Regions from separate parts of the Mus musculus genome. Here regions 1, 3 and 4 are each linked to region 2. A link is a contact called in public ChIA-PET and HiChIP or PLAC-seq data. All regions are on one chromosome and are shown on one strand. The core of a region is the stretch at or near the end of the contact, and the rest is flanking DNA. Distances in the headings are between cores, read along the strand shown.

Region 1 (2,894 bases), core at 269-2,768, 260 kb after region 2:
TTAGTTAGTTACTGAATAGGTTAACTTCCTTACTGCCTTCTCACAGGATTCTAAGCTCGGGCAGCTTCTGGGATCTTGGAACACTGGGGAGACTAACTATAACAGAATTTAATCTTAAAAGGCATTTATAATAAAATATTAAAAGAGAGCTCGTAGATCCATACACCAGACTAATTCGGGAATAGAATATGAGTATATGGATAAACTCCAGGAGGTGAGCTTCCTTGAAACTCTCTGCCTCGTGAGTGGCTTTTAGGCTTCACAGCCTGTCAAGCTGACTCGACCTGAGTGCGTGGCACCCAGTCACTGGAAAGTGGGGTTGCTTTACTTTCTTCCACTGCCATTAATTTTTTGAGAGGTTTTCGCTGTGTAACTCACTCTGTAGACCAGGCCAGCCTCAAACTCAGAGATCCACCTGCCTCTGCCTCCCAAGTGCTGGGATTCAAGGCGTGCACCACCACGCCTGACAACATTTGTTATATAAGAGAATAGTCACACTATTGTACATGTAATGACCTTTTCACTCCAAGGCCATTAGTGTACTTACACATCAATACACTTATCATCACTCACAGAGCTAGCTCTCCAGTCCCTGGGAAGCTCAGATGGCTACTGGCTGTCCTAGCATTGGCCCTGGTTAGCACTATTTCTAGTTTGCTTTTGTGAACACTGCTGTTGTTAGATATATCCAGTAGTTCTACCCAGTCTTCCCAGTAAAAATATAAAAAACAGTTACTAAGTAAAGAATATGCACATTTTAACACTTTTTGACAAATTCTTTCTGTGTGCTTCTTCTGTGTAAGAATGTCCCTTTGTGTGCATTTGGTTCTTCTTTGTCTGTCACTGTGGCTGCCTAGGCAGCCCTGGGTTGGGTTAAAAAAAAAAAAGACATATTATTTTCCAGGTTAGAGTACTCAGGCTTCCTCCCTAGGAACTTCTTTTTGAAGAATTTTTTTAAAGTTCTAAACTATATAAAATTTAAACTAAAATCTCAATTTTGGCAGTATAAACCCTTTAGTGGCTTTTAATAAAAAATGTAATAATGTGAGTTAAGTATTGATTCTATGAAATATAAACCACCTGGGACGTGGACAGCTGGCAGACAGGCTTTTCTGCCCAACTCACTTCTCATCGACTCTCCTGCCTCTGAGCTCGACACCTAATGTAATGAGTCACCTTCCTTTGTGGAAATTGTATTTGTAAAACACTAAGCTGATATCTCAGAGTCGAGCTGTACCTCACTCTTTCAGGTGAGCCTGGTCTGTGGTACAGCTACCTCTCAGTGAAAAAAGGGGGGTTTCTGGTTTACTCCACACTGACACCAATGGTTCTGAGCCGATTATGTCTAAAAATGTTACTGAAACAGAATTCACATGTAAGAGTCTCTATTTTAAGGGGCATAGTTCACAGATTTTAGTATATCTACAAGTTTGTGCAACCAACACTACTATCTAATTCCAGATCATTTCTCTCGACACTCTTAGCAGGCGCAGGCCACGCCCTTCTTCCTGCAGCTGCTGACAGTGCTAACCTGCAGTGTAGGCATGGCTCGTGGGGTGTCTTGTGTAGACAGTATCACAGTTGTGGTCTTCTGCGTTTGGTTTCTCTTACCTATCCTAATTTTCAAGGTTAATTCATCTTGTAGCATGTAATAAAATTTTTAGAAATGAAACTAATACTGTACCAACTAAAACTACTTAATAGAGATGACTTTGGGAAACCAGAAAGTTGGATCTGTTAATCACAGAAAAGAAAGCAGTGTCAGAAAAAGAGGAGAGAAGGGCAGGAGAGTTGGTACAAATGCTGCAGTGATAAAGAATGAGATAAAGGAGGGAACGGGACAGTGACGCTGGAGGCTTCCAGACAATGCTGTCCCCACAGAAGAGGAAGTATTCTTAACAGGAAGTAAAGTGCATCGGGCAAAATGGCTGCCCCTAAAGTGTGCCACAGGCTTTGATGATAAAGTGGAAATGCTAATTAACTTGATGTGTTTAGTGTACACTGTATATATGTATTAAAATACCCCATAAAAACTGATAGGCCATAAAATGCATGTAAATCACATGTGAATAAAATGTAAAGCTTGTGTCTAGGTGCCGTGGCACATGTGTAGTCGTAGATGCTTGGGGAAGCTGTTTGCAGCAGCAAAGTGAGACCCTATTTTGAGAATTTAAAATATGGGGCTGGATAGTTGGCTCAGTGGTTAAGTGGCCTTGTTCTGCCCAGAGCTTAGCAATACTTTGTAGGTGTCTCTTTTCAGCTCTTGGAGGAGCCACATGTTGACACAAGTTTGCTGAGGTGAAACTGCTTGCCACCATGTACCTGAGGTACACATCTTGAATCAGACCTAAACATCTTGAGTATTGTTTGGGGTGCATGTTTCAGGGATTTGTTTAAGCTCAGAAAATCTGGGGACACTAGAACAGTGTATCTGGTAGTTTTGTGTTTCATGCAGTCCAAGCTGGCCTCAAGCTCTCTATTGTAGCTGAATACTGGCTCCACTTCTCAAATGTTGGAATTTAAGTGTGCACCCCCACACCTGAATTGTGTGGTGTCAGAGATCAAACCCAGGGCTTCATGCCTTTATGCTAGGCCGGCATTCTGCCTTCTGAGCTCCAGCTGCAGCCCCAAGTGACTGTTAAAGAAGATCTGACTGTTGAGAAACATTAGCAGTGGAAAGCAGTTTGGGGGAAGGGAGGGAGAAGGACTCTAAAAAGAGAATACAGGAGATGGAAAGTAAGAAGAGTTGTTAACAGGAAGTGACGACACTAAAAACAGTGTCTGCTGCAGTTTGCCTATGGCTTTGATTCGGAGGTGTTAACTGGGAGGTGATTTCTGTTTCTCTGGCCTGTGGCATGGCAGGAAGGGTCTATGCACACAGTGAAAGTGGGCCG
Region 2 (3,071 bases), core at 493-2,992:
CCCAAGCTTGCCAATGAAGCATTAGAAATACGTTATGTAGGAGCTGAACTCCATATTTGACTTGGATTTCACTAACCTTTTCCTGATGTATGGGAGGCACAGAGGTTCTTGTACTCACAGCACTAGATCAAATGGATTGAGACCCCTTTAAGGGTTAAATGGCCTTTTCACAGGAGTCACCTAAGACCATTGGAAAACACAGATATTTACATTATGATTCATATCAGTAGCAAGACTAGTTATAAAGTAGCAATGAAATAATTTTATGGTTGGGGATCACCATGACATGAGGTTCTATATTAAAGGGATGCAGCAATAGGAAGGCTGAGAGCCATTGAACTAGGGTAACCAGGAATTTTAAACAACACAAGGTTAATAGCCTGGTGACCTTTGTACTATCTGTATGGCTGAGACTATATCAGATGCTCTCCCAGACTCTTATCCTGAGTGTGTCAATCTATGGAACCCATCTCTATGGAAGGAGTCACATGTAGTCAATCTATAGAACCCATCATTATGGAAGGAGTCACGTGTGCTTCAAAAAGAGTTTTGAGATAGTCACACCTTAAGTTTTGTTGTGACATGGGCATGGGTTAATTAACACACTCACTCTTTCACCAAACTGTGCCGTGCTTAAATATGCATGAAATAAACAGCTCCAGGTCAGACCAAGTTTGAACCAACGCCGGCTACTTAGTTGTATTAAACTGAACTGCCTTCTCGCCTCTGGCTGATCATTACTCTGCTGGTCATGGTGGCTGGAGAGACCCACACACACTGGTGTGTTTGTCCAGGATCTCGGGCAGGACGCCTGTATCAGTCTCCTAGGGCTGCCTTAGTCCAGTGCCATAACATTGTTACAACAACAGAGGTGTATCCTCAGGGTTCTGGGGGCTGAGGCTGTCAATCGGCTAAGTTCCACAGAGACCAGAGGCTCCTTTTTTGGTTTGTTTGTTTGTTTCGAGACAGGGTTTCTTTGTATAGCCCTGGCTGTCCTGGAACTCACTTTGTAGACCAGGCTGGCTCCAAACTCAGAAATCCTCCTGCCTCTGCCTCCCGAGTGCTGGGATTAAAGGCATGAGTCACCATGTCCAGCTCAGAGGCTCCTTCTTTGCCCCTCATCCCTTCCCCCCCCCCCCCCCCCCCCCCGCTTGTGGGATCAGGGCTCTAATCTCCCTCCGTAGTCACGTGGCTTTCTTCTGTGTGCATTTATGCATCTGAGAGTCTCAGATCTCCCTGTCCCTTCCACTTCATACCTGTCACTCCTAAATCCAGGACGATTTCATCCTAGATCCTTAACTTACATCTTCAGGACCTGTGTGTTAGTCATGCCTGTCACTATGGCAAAAATGTCTGGGAACCCACTTGCTAGGAAGAAGGCTTATGTGGATCATGGTTTCAGAAGTTTTGGTCTGTGGTCATTTGGCTCTGTTGTTTAGGGTCACATCTAGGTGATCAGAAAGCACAGAAAGAGAAATAGGAAGGAAGTGGGGTCCTGATTCTTCTCCACTGAAGTAGCTCCCCAGTGAACTCACCTCTTACTTCCCACTAGGCCCCATCTCCGCCATCTCACAGGCTGAGGACCAACAGCCTCCCCCCCCCCCCCCAATATTTTACCTTCAGGAAAATACTCTAAATCCAACTCTAGCAATCTATTTCCAAATAAGGCTGCACTCACACATGCTGGGGATCTGTGCTCCAGCTCTGGGGGGAGGGGCGACAACACACCAACCACTACAATATCACACTTAGTCATGATGTCTCCCTAGGTTCCACTGGGCAGGTTTTCCTTGTGGGCGAAGGCTCTGACAGTTCTGTGGCATCGTGGTTAGATATTTTGTAGATTATGTCATGGTTTGAGTTTGTTCAATGTTTTCCTCCTGTTTAGACTGAGGTTGTAGGTTGAGGGAGGGAGACCACAGAGGGGCAGGGCGCTGCCTCCGGAGAGGCACCTCCCCACCCCCTCACTGGTGTTAACCATACCCAGGAGGCCTCTCTCCTGCAAACTTCCCTTCTTACCTCCTCTGCCTCCATGCCATGTTCCTTGGAACCACTTCTAACAGTCGCCCACACTAGGGACGGGAGTCACGCTACTGTCCCCACAAGGCGTATTTGTATCGATTATTCAGACTTCTATTGTCCTCAAAACATTCTCGCACAAGAAAGCGGCTTCCACTCAGTTAGCAGGAGTGCCTGCCCTGCAGTCACAGAGCCTCTGATCTTCAGAACCACAGAAACTGGGTCTGGTGGTACACACTTATGATCTCATCGCTCAGGAGGTGGAGGCAGGAGGATCAGAAATTCAACTTCATCTTTGGCTACATAGGAAGCTTGAGGCCAGCACGGTATATATGAAACCCCGTGTCCAAAAGTTAAAAATCGCGCACACACACACACAGTCTGCCTTGTCCCAGCTCTCTGGAGAGAATTTCAAACACAGGCCCAGCCCTGAGCATATAAAAATCTCTGAATAGTTCTAACTAGCTAAAAATACTTTGAGGGCAAAGCTGTGCAAAATGTAAGTCATGGAGCTGAGGGGCTGGCTCCATGGGTGAGGGTGATTGCCACCAAGCCTGACAACCTGAGTTTGTTCTCTGGAACCCACACTGTAGAAGAAGAAGAAGACAAAGAAGAAAACCCACTCCACAGGTCATCCTCAGACCTCTATATGCATGCTGTAGTGCGTGCAGACTCCCACAGAAATACATAGTTTTAAAATGGAAATACGGTAGGCTATGGATTAGTAGTTTCATATCTGTAATAATGTAGGTACAGAAATTGGGCGTAACAATGCAGACAATTTCATGACAATTTAAAAAGTAGGTTTATTAACTCCAACAGTTAAGAATTGAGGCTTTTTAACATAATTGTGGCCTGGGCTGGGGAGATGGCTCAGTGATTGAACTGCTTGTGGTACAAATCTGAGGCCCTGAATTCAAACCCCAGAGCTATAGAAAGGGCGAGCCAATAGCTCACACATCTATAACCACAGCACTGCTAATGGAATACTGGAAGCAGAGACAGGAGGATCCTTCAAACCCCAGCCCAGCCCACCCTGTATCCTACATTAA
Region 3 (3,023 bases), core at 305-2,804, 360 kb after region 2:
ATGCCAGTGATGACACTCCTTCCCTCAGGTGAGTTACTGATCTCAGTGCTTACCATCTAGGTGAAGAAGCTGGGTGTGGTAGCTTATGCCTGGGAGGCAGGGGGATTGCTATAAATGTAAGGCCAGCCTGGACTATAGAGTGAGACCCTCTCGAAAAAGAAAAGGAGGAGAGAGGGAGAGAGAGGGAGAGAGGGAGGGAGGGAGGGAGAGAGAGAGAGAGAAAGAGAGAGAGAGAGAGAGAGGAAATGGCTCAGCAGTTAAGACCACTGGTCTGTGAGCCAGACAGTGGTGGCACACATCTTTAATCCCAGCACTTGGGAGGCAGAGGCAGGTGGATTTCTAAATTCAAGGCCAGCCTGGTCTACAGAATGAGTTCCAGGACAACTAGGGCTATACAGAGAAACCCTGTCTTGAAAAACCAAGAGAGAGAGAGAGAGAGAGAGAGAGAGAGAGAGAGAGAACGAACACTGGCTGCTCTTCTAGAGGACCTGGATTCTCAGGACCCACATGGTTTACCATTTGTAACTCCAGTTTCAGAGGCTCTGACACCCTCTTCTAGCCTCTGTGGGTACCAGGCATGGAACTGGTGGAGAGACATAAATGCAGGCAAAACACTCATACACACAAAATAAAAGTTGTAAGAAAGAAAAAGGAAGGGAGGAAGGGAGGGAGGGAGGGAGGGAGGGAGGAAGGGAGGGAGGAAGGAAGGAAGGAAGGAAGGAAGGAAGGAAGGAAGGAAGGACTGATCTAGGTCATGAGAGATAGGCAAACTTTTTTTTTTTGAAAGGCAGAGGAACAATGTAAACAGAATTACAGGATGGATGGAGCCCGTGAGAGGGCACAGTGGGTGAGGGTGTTTGCCACCGAACATAGTGACTACAGTTTGATCCCTGGCACCCACATGGGAAAGCAGAGATCTGACTGCTACAAGCGTTCCTCTGGCCTCTACATGTGCTCTGTGACATGGGAAAACCCCACATGTCCACACCCATTCACCCCTACACAAAATAAATAAAAATGTAATTAAAAGCAAAAAAGGGAGAGACCCTGTCTTAAAAGGCCAAATACCACAATGACAAATAGGAAAACAGGACATTCTCCTGTAGACTGTGACCTTTCTACTCAGACCTCATAAAACTGAGTTATAGCGAGTGGGAGTCAATCCAAGGTTCCTGGGCCCTGAACAGACACCAAAACCTTCCTGCCGCCCAACCTTTTCCCATGTCTGTATTGCTGGGAATTGAACCCAAGCCTCAAGTGCTATGAACTCTCCCCTACTCTCTACCAGTCGGTTAGATACATGGCCAGAAGGTTTGTAATGTTTACCGGTCTACAAACCTCTACACTTGGGTCTCTTGTCTGAACAGGCAATGCCCTCACATTAGCCACCCTCGTGTGCACATCATTTCTTTTCCCCTTCAGAAAAGAATGATTCTTTTCCCAGGGTGTGAACGTTTTTACAGCTCTAGTTCTTCCTGCCAATTCTTGTAAGTGGATCTACCACTTCATAATGTTATCAGCAGTAATAACTGACTACTGCTTGCACCACGCCCTCCTCCGTGAGAAACAGCCTTGCTTATTTAACAGAGAGGAGGACTCCGTGCTGCTCACATTGTACTTCTCTGAATACTTGTGCAGCTGAACATTCCTTCATGGCAGCTACTTTACTGCCTTTCCCCTGTCCAGGGTCGTGTGCACTTCCAAGGCAGGATAGGGAAACAGAAATGTGACCGTTTGATTTTGAGGAAGTCACCTTTTTTTTCCCCCTCCTCTCCTTCCCTTCCTGATGCATCATTTAAAAAAAAAAAATCCTGAGCTATACCCACACATTTTCAGAATTATTAGAAAATACAACTGAATAAACAAGAATTACATTACCTGTGTTCATCCAGGCGTGGTGCTGAGCACCTGGAATTCCAGATATTTGTCAGCTGAGGGCCAGCCTGGTCTACATAGTGAGTTCCAGGCCAGCTGGGGCTGCATAGTGGGTTATAATAAATATTTAATCTCAACTGTGGGTTTCTACACCACCTTAGATCATTCAGTTCCCAGATTAAAGACACAAAACCTTTATATTTATGAGACGCCTATAAAGCACTAGAGCTTGCAGATATCTACCCTCTAAGCTATTAGTGTCTACTTCCGTAGCTATAACCCCAAGTTATAACTTGCCATGTTCCATCTGGGCCGCTCTTAACTCCAATTGGCCAGCCCTCATGGCCACGTTTTTATGACTCACCTACCCTGTGCTGTCTTCTCCTTGCTACACCTCTCCTTTCCCCTCACAGTCTCTGCCTCAGACCCCACACTAGGGAACTAAACCTCAGCCTGCCTCTCTCCTGCCCAGCTATAGGCTGTAGGCATCTTTATTCAAGCAGTAGTTTTAAACAAAGGAGCAGGGTTACATGGCAGCACTTGCTGTACCTGACGATTCTCTCATCCCTTAGACGACCTTGGCCAGTAGTTAGCATCACAATACATAGTAATAGACCAGACCTCAACATAAGGACCCTGTTTCAAAAACTAAACTAACCAGGGCTGGACAGGTGGTCCCGTGGTTAGGGGACCCGACTGTTCTTGCAGAGGACCTGGGTTCAATTTCCAGCACCCATATGGTGGCTCACAGCCACCTGTAACTCCAGGTCCAGGGATCTGATGCTCTCTTCTGACCTGTGTGAGCGCCACACATATAAGCGGTACAATACACACACACAGGCAAAATATCCATATCCATAAAATAAAGAAATAAAATTAAAACCAAAACAACAAACAAACAAACTTAAACCAACCAACCAAAAAAACAGCAGGTAGAGGTAGATGGATGTCTGTGAGTTCCAGGGCAGCAATGCTACGAGTAAGACCTTGTCTCAACAAAACAAACAGGCAACAACAAAAAGTGGCACTACACCCTCAAAAGTCAATAACTACATAAGAAAATGAAAAAAGTATTTTTTTTCTTTTTTTTGGGTTTTTCCAGACAGGGTTTCTCTGTATAGCTCTGGCTGTCCTGGAACTCACTTTGT
Region 4 (2,852 bases), core at 132-2,631, 430 kb after region 2:
CACTTGCAATGTAAATCATCAGTCAAGAAAATACTCAATGATCTTTTGCCTACTACACAATCTGATGGAGACAGTTTCTCAACTGAAGTTTCCTTTTTCAGTTTGATTCCTGTTAGATTATATTTGATAAAAAAAAACAAAGAATAGCCAGGCGTGGTGGCGCACGCCTTTAATCCCAGCACTTGGGAGGCAGAGACAGGCGAATTTCTGAGTTCGAGGCCAGCCTGGTCTACAGAATGAGTTCCAGGACAGCCAGGGGAACACAGAGAAACCCTGTCTCGAAAAATTAAAAAAAAAAAAAAAAAACAATAAAACAAACAAAAAAAACCCCAAAGTATACGAGGAAGGGAGGGAGAGAGGGAGGGAGGGGAAGAGGAAGGAAGGAAGGGAGGGAGGGAGAGAGGGAGGGAGAGAGGGAGGGAGGGGAAGAGGAAGGAAGGAAGGGAGGGAGGGAGAGAGGGAGGGAGGAAGGAAGGAAGGAAGGAAGGAAGGAAGGAAGGAAGGAAGGAAGGAAGGAAGGAAGGAGAGAGAGAGAGAGAGAAAGAAAGATTGATTGGTTTTTCAATTTTTCTCAAAGAACCAGCTCCTGGTTTTGTTGATTCTTTGTATAGTTCTTTTTGTTTCTATCTGGTTGATTTCAGCCCTGAGTTTGACTATTTCCTGCTGTCCACTCCTCTTGGGTGTATTTGCTTCTTTTTGGTCTAGAGCTTTCAGGTGTGCTGTTAAGCTGCTAGTGTGTGCTCTCTCTAGTTTATTTTTGGAGGCACTCAAAGCTATGAGTTTTCCTCTTAGCACAAAACACCAGGTTTTTTCTCTTACTCCTGAGGACTGCAGGAAAACAAAGGGCGCAGTCCACTGCAGAAGTGGCCCTTCCCTTGAGCATGCTCAGCTGGAGATCCTGGGCAATTCAGGGAGGCTGAGGGCCTGGCCTGTGGGCAACTGAAGTCAGTCCTGCACAGAGGGCAAACATTTTAGGGAACCAAAGGTGCAGACAACTCTGAAATAAAGTAACTTTCAAAACCTGGGGGTTTGGCTTCTCGGAATGAGGAAGAGGAAGACAGGAGGAACTGCCTCTAGCAGTGGGGCAGATGTTTTTCTGAACTTGGCCCTGCTATCTGAGTGCATATGGCTGACAGTCTAGCACTAGCAAGACATAGGCATTGTTTGCAAACTGGAGAAGCTCTCATATAAAGTGTGGCAGAGGTGCCAGCTCTTAATCAGCTCAGGAGACAGACAGGTAGAGGTGACTATTGGTTTATAGGTAAACAGATCCTTAATGCCTGTAGCCTAGATGGCAGAATCAACCTACAGGAAACCCAAGCACTGTATGAGGATATCTATTTAAATACATATGACTCAGTGCCTACTCTCTCTGGCCCATGAGGTCACCTCAGGCTCCTAAAGCTGCCTTTCAACCACAGACCAGACAGTGCTAGTCCGGCATAGTCTAGCTTGAAATTAGGTGCCAGGTAAATCAGTCACTTGCCTGAGAGCAGATATTGGGTGATAGCCAGCTGGCACAGGGTACCTGGCATGATGGCCTGCTGGTCTGTACGGCCTCCTGTGCTGCCTGTGGGCTCTGTGTTTCAAACTTAGGGGAGGATCCTTGTTCATAGAGCCCAGTCCATAGGCTCAGAGTTGGGCAAACAAGAATCCTTAGGGTAGGTGGTTTGAAATGTGGGTGCTTGGCTCTCTAGATCTTCAGTTCAGCCACAAGCTTGGTGCAACCCTGCAAGAGGCCTGTGTCCACTCCATGGCCTCTGCAGCTACTGCTCAGCAGTAAAGCCATTCTCTGGCTTTCTGCACTCTGTGCCGGGCTCAGCTTTGGGCCTGGCTTCATCCCTGACCAACAAGACCCTGTTCTGCTCCTACTGGAGTCCATGCCCCTGCTGCTGCTACTGTAGCCCACCCCCACTGCAGGCTGCCACTGCCATCTTCAATGAGGGTTTTAGAGAAAAGTTCCACAGCAAGCATCATGGTGGATACGATAGGTACAGACTGGAGCTTTATTCTATAAAAGTTGGGACCCCCTAGCCAGATCTGGTGCCCCATACCTATAATTCCAGAAACTCCTGAGGTAGAAGAGTTCCTGTGAATAAAGGCAGACTAGGGCCACACAGTGGTTTTTTGTGGGGCTGGGGTGGCAAATGGGAGTGTGGGTTTCTAGCGAGATGTTTAGCAGGCCAGACGTTCCTTGCTCAAGCTTGAGGACCAGGGTTCTAATCCTAGAATCTGTGTAAAAGCACAGTGGGCATGACAGCTGCCCTGTAATCCCAATGCATAGTTGGCAAGATGGATGGGCAGATGAGCCTGAAACAAGCGGGGACCCTGCCTCAGTGTCTCAGAGAGTGGTCAAGGCACCCAATATCAAAGGCCTCCACACGTGTCCTGCCACATGCATCTATACACGTGTGAACATGCATATACACATATATTCCACAATCCTTTTAAAGCAGGTTGTGAGGGGTTGGTGTGTGGTGTTGCTGGCCCTGGGGTTGAAGGCACTTATTGCTCTGTAGAGGACCAGGTTCTGTTCCCAGCACTCCCATGGTAGTTACAGGCTTACAGCCACCTGTAACTCCAGTTCTAGGGGACCTGACACCCACTTCTTATCTCCATGGACACCAAGCACACACACACACGTAACCAAACATCATACACAACATAAAAATAAATCTTTTTTAAAAAGCAGCTGGACATGGTTGTGCACCCATTTAATCCCAGCACTAGAGAGATAGAGCCAGGTAGATCTCTGTGAGTTCAAGGGCAGCCTGATCTACATAGTTCTAGGGCAGCCAGAGCTACATAGTGAGACCCTGTCTCAAAAACCAAACAAGGCACTGTTTCTGCCC

The links. ChIA-PET counts read pairs in DNA pulled down with a chosen protein or histone mark. HiChIP or PLAC-seq counts read pairs in DNA pulled down with a chosen protein or histone mark.
Region 1: an RNA polymerase II ChIA-PET map of effector CD8 T cells shows a contact between it and region 2, with 6 read pairs. The contact joins two enhancer-like sites. A contact is called at or near these places in 2 of 15 datasets of contacts at CTCF or cohesin (both in the NIH/3T3 cell line), 4 of 115 datasets of contacts at active chromatin or transcription factors (CD8 T cells, effector CD8 T cells and embryonic stem cells) and 1 of 9 other capture datasets (pancreatic islet).
Region 3: a contact with region 2 is called in an HNF4G HiChIP or PLAC-seq map of pancreatic cancer cells. The contact joins two enhancer-like sites. A contact is called at or near these places in 1 of 115 datasets of contacts at active chromatin or transcription factors (pancreatic cancer cells) and 1 of 9 other capture datasets (liver).
Region 4: an H3K27ac HiChIP or PLAC-seq map of embryonic fibroblasts shows a contact between it and region 2, with 4 times the contacts expected there. The contact joins two enhancer-like sites.

The regions. Positions count from the first base shown.
Region 1 is chr7:80,918,130-80,921,023 of GRCm38.p6, reverse strand. The region is part of intron 4 of Sec11a (SEC11 homolog A, signal peptidase complex subunit); the gene reads left to right. All of the region lies in intron 2 of Gm51451 (a long non-coding RNA gene), which reads right to left. Among named protein-coding and RNA genes, the nearest start is that of Gm51451, 9.1 kb to the right of the region's middle. Within about 2 kb of position 1,518, at least 101 of the 459 cell types and tissues checked have an H3K27ac peak or open chromatin away from gene starts, as enhancers often do. A contact at or near this core is called in CD8 T cells and effector CD8 T cells, where this site is marked.
Region 2 is chr7:81,178,457-81,181,527 of GRCm38.p6, reverse strand. No RefSeq gene overlaps it. Among named protein-coding and RNA genes, the nearest start is that of Gm44968, 26 kb to the left of the region's middle. Within about 2 kb of position 1,742, at least 59 of the 459 cell types and tissues checked have an H3K27ac peak or open chromatin away from gene starts, as enhancers often do. A contact at or near this core is called in CD8 T cells, effector CD8 T cells, embryonic fibroblasts and 1 more, where this site is marked.
Region 3 is chr7:80,822,657-80,825,679 of GRCm38.p6, reverse strand. No RefSeq gene overlaps it. Among named protein-coding and RNA genes, the nearest start is that of Iqgap1, 21 kb to the right of the region's middle. Within about 2 kb of position 1,554, at least 51 of the 459 cell types and tissues checked have an H3K27ac peak or open chromatin away from gene starts, as enhancers often do. A contact at or near this core is called in pancreatic cancer cells, where this site is marked.
Region 4 is chr7:80,752,395-80,755,246 of GRCm38.p6, reverse strand. The region is part of intron 11 of Iqgap1 (IQ motif containing GTPase activating protein 1); the gene reads left to right. It also overlaps the pseudogene Gm18392. Among named protein-coding and RNA genes, the nearest start is that of Iqgap1, 50 kb to the left of the region's middle. Within about 2 kb of position 1,381, at least 120 of the 459 cell types and tissues checked have an H3K27ac peak or open chromatin away from gene starts, as enhancers often do. A contact at or near this core is called in embryonic fibroblasts, where this site is marked.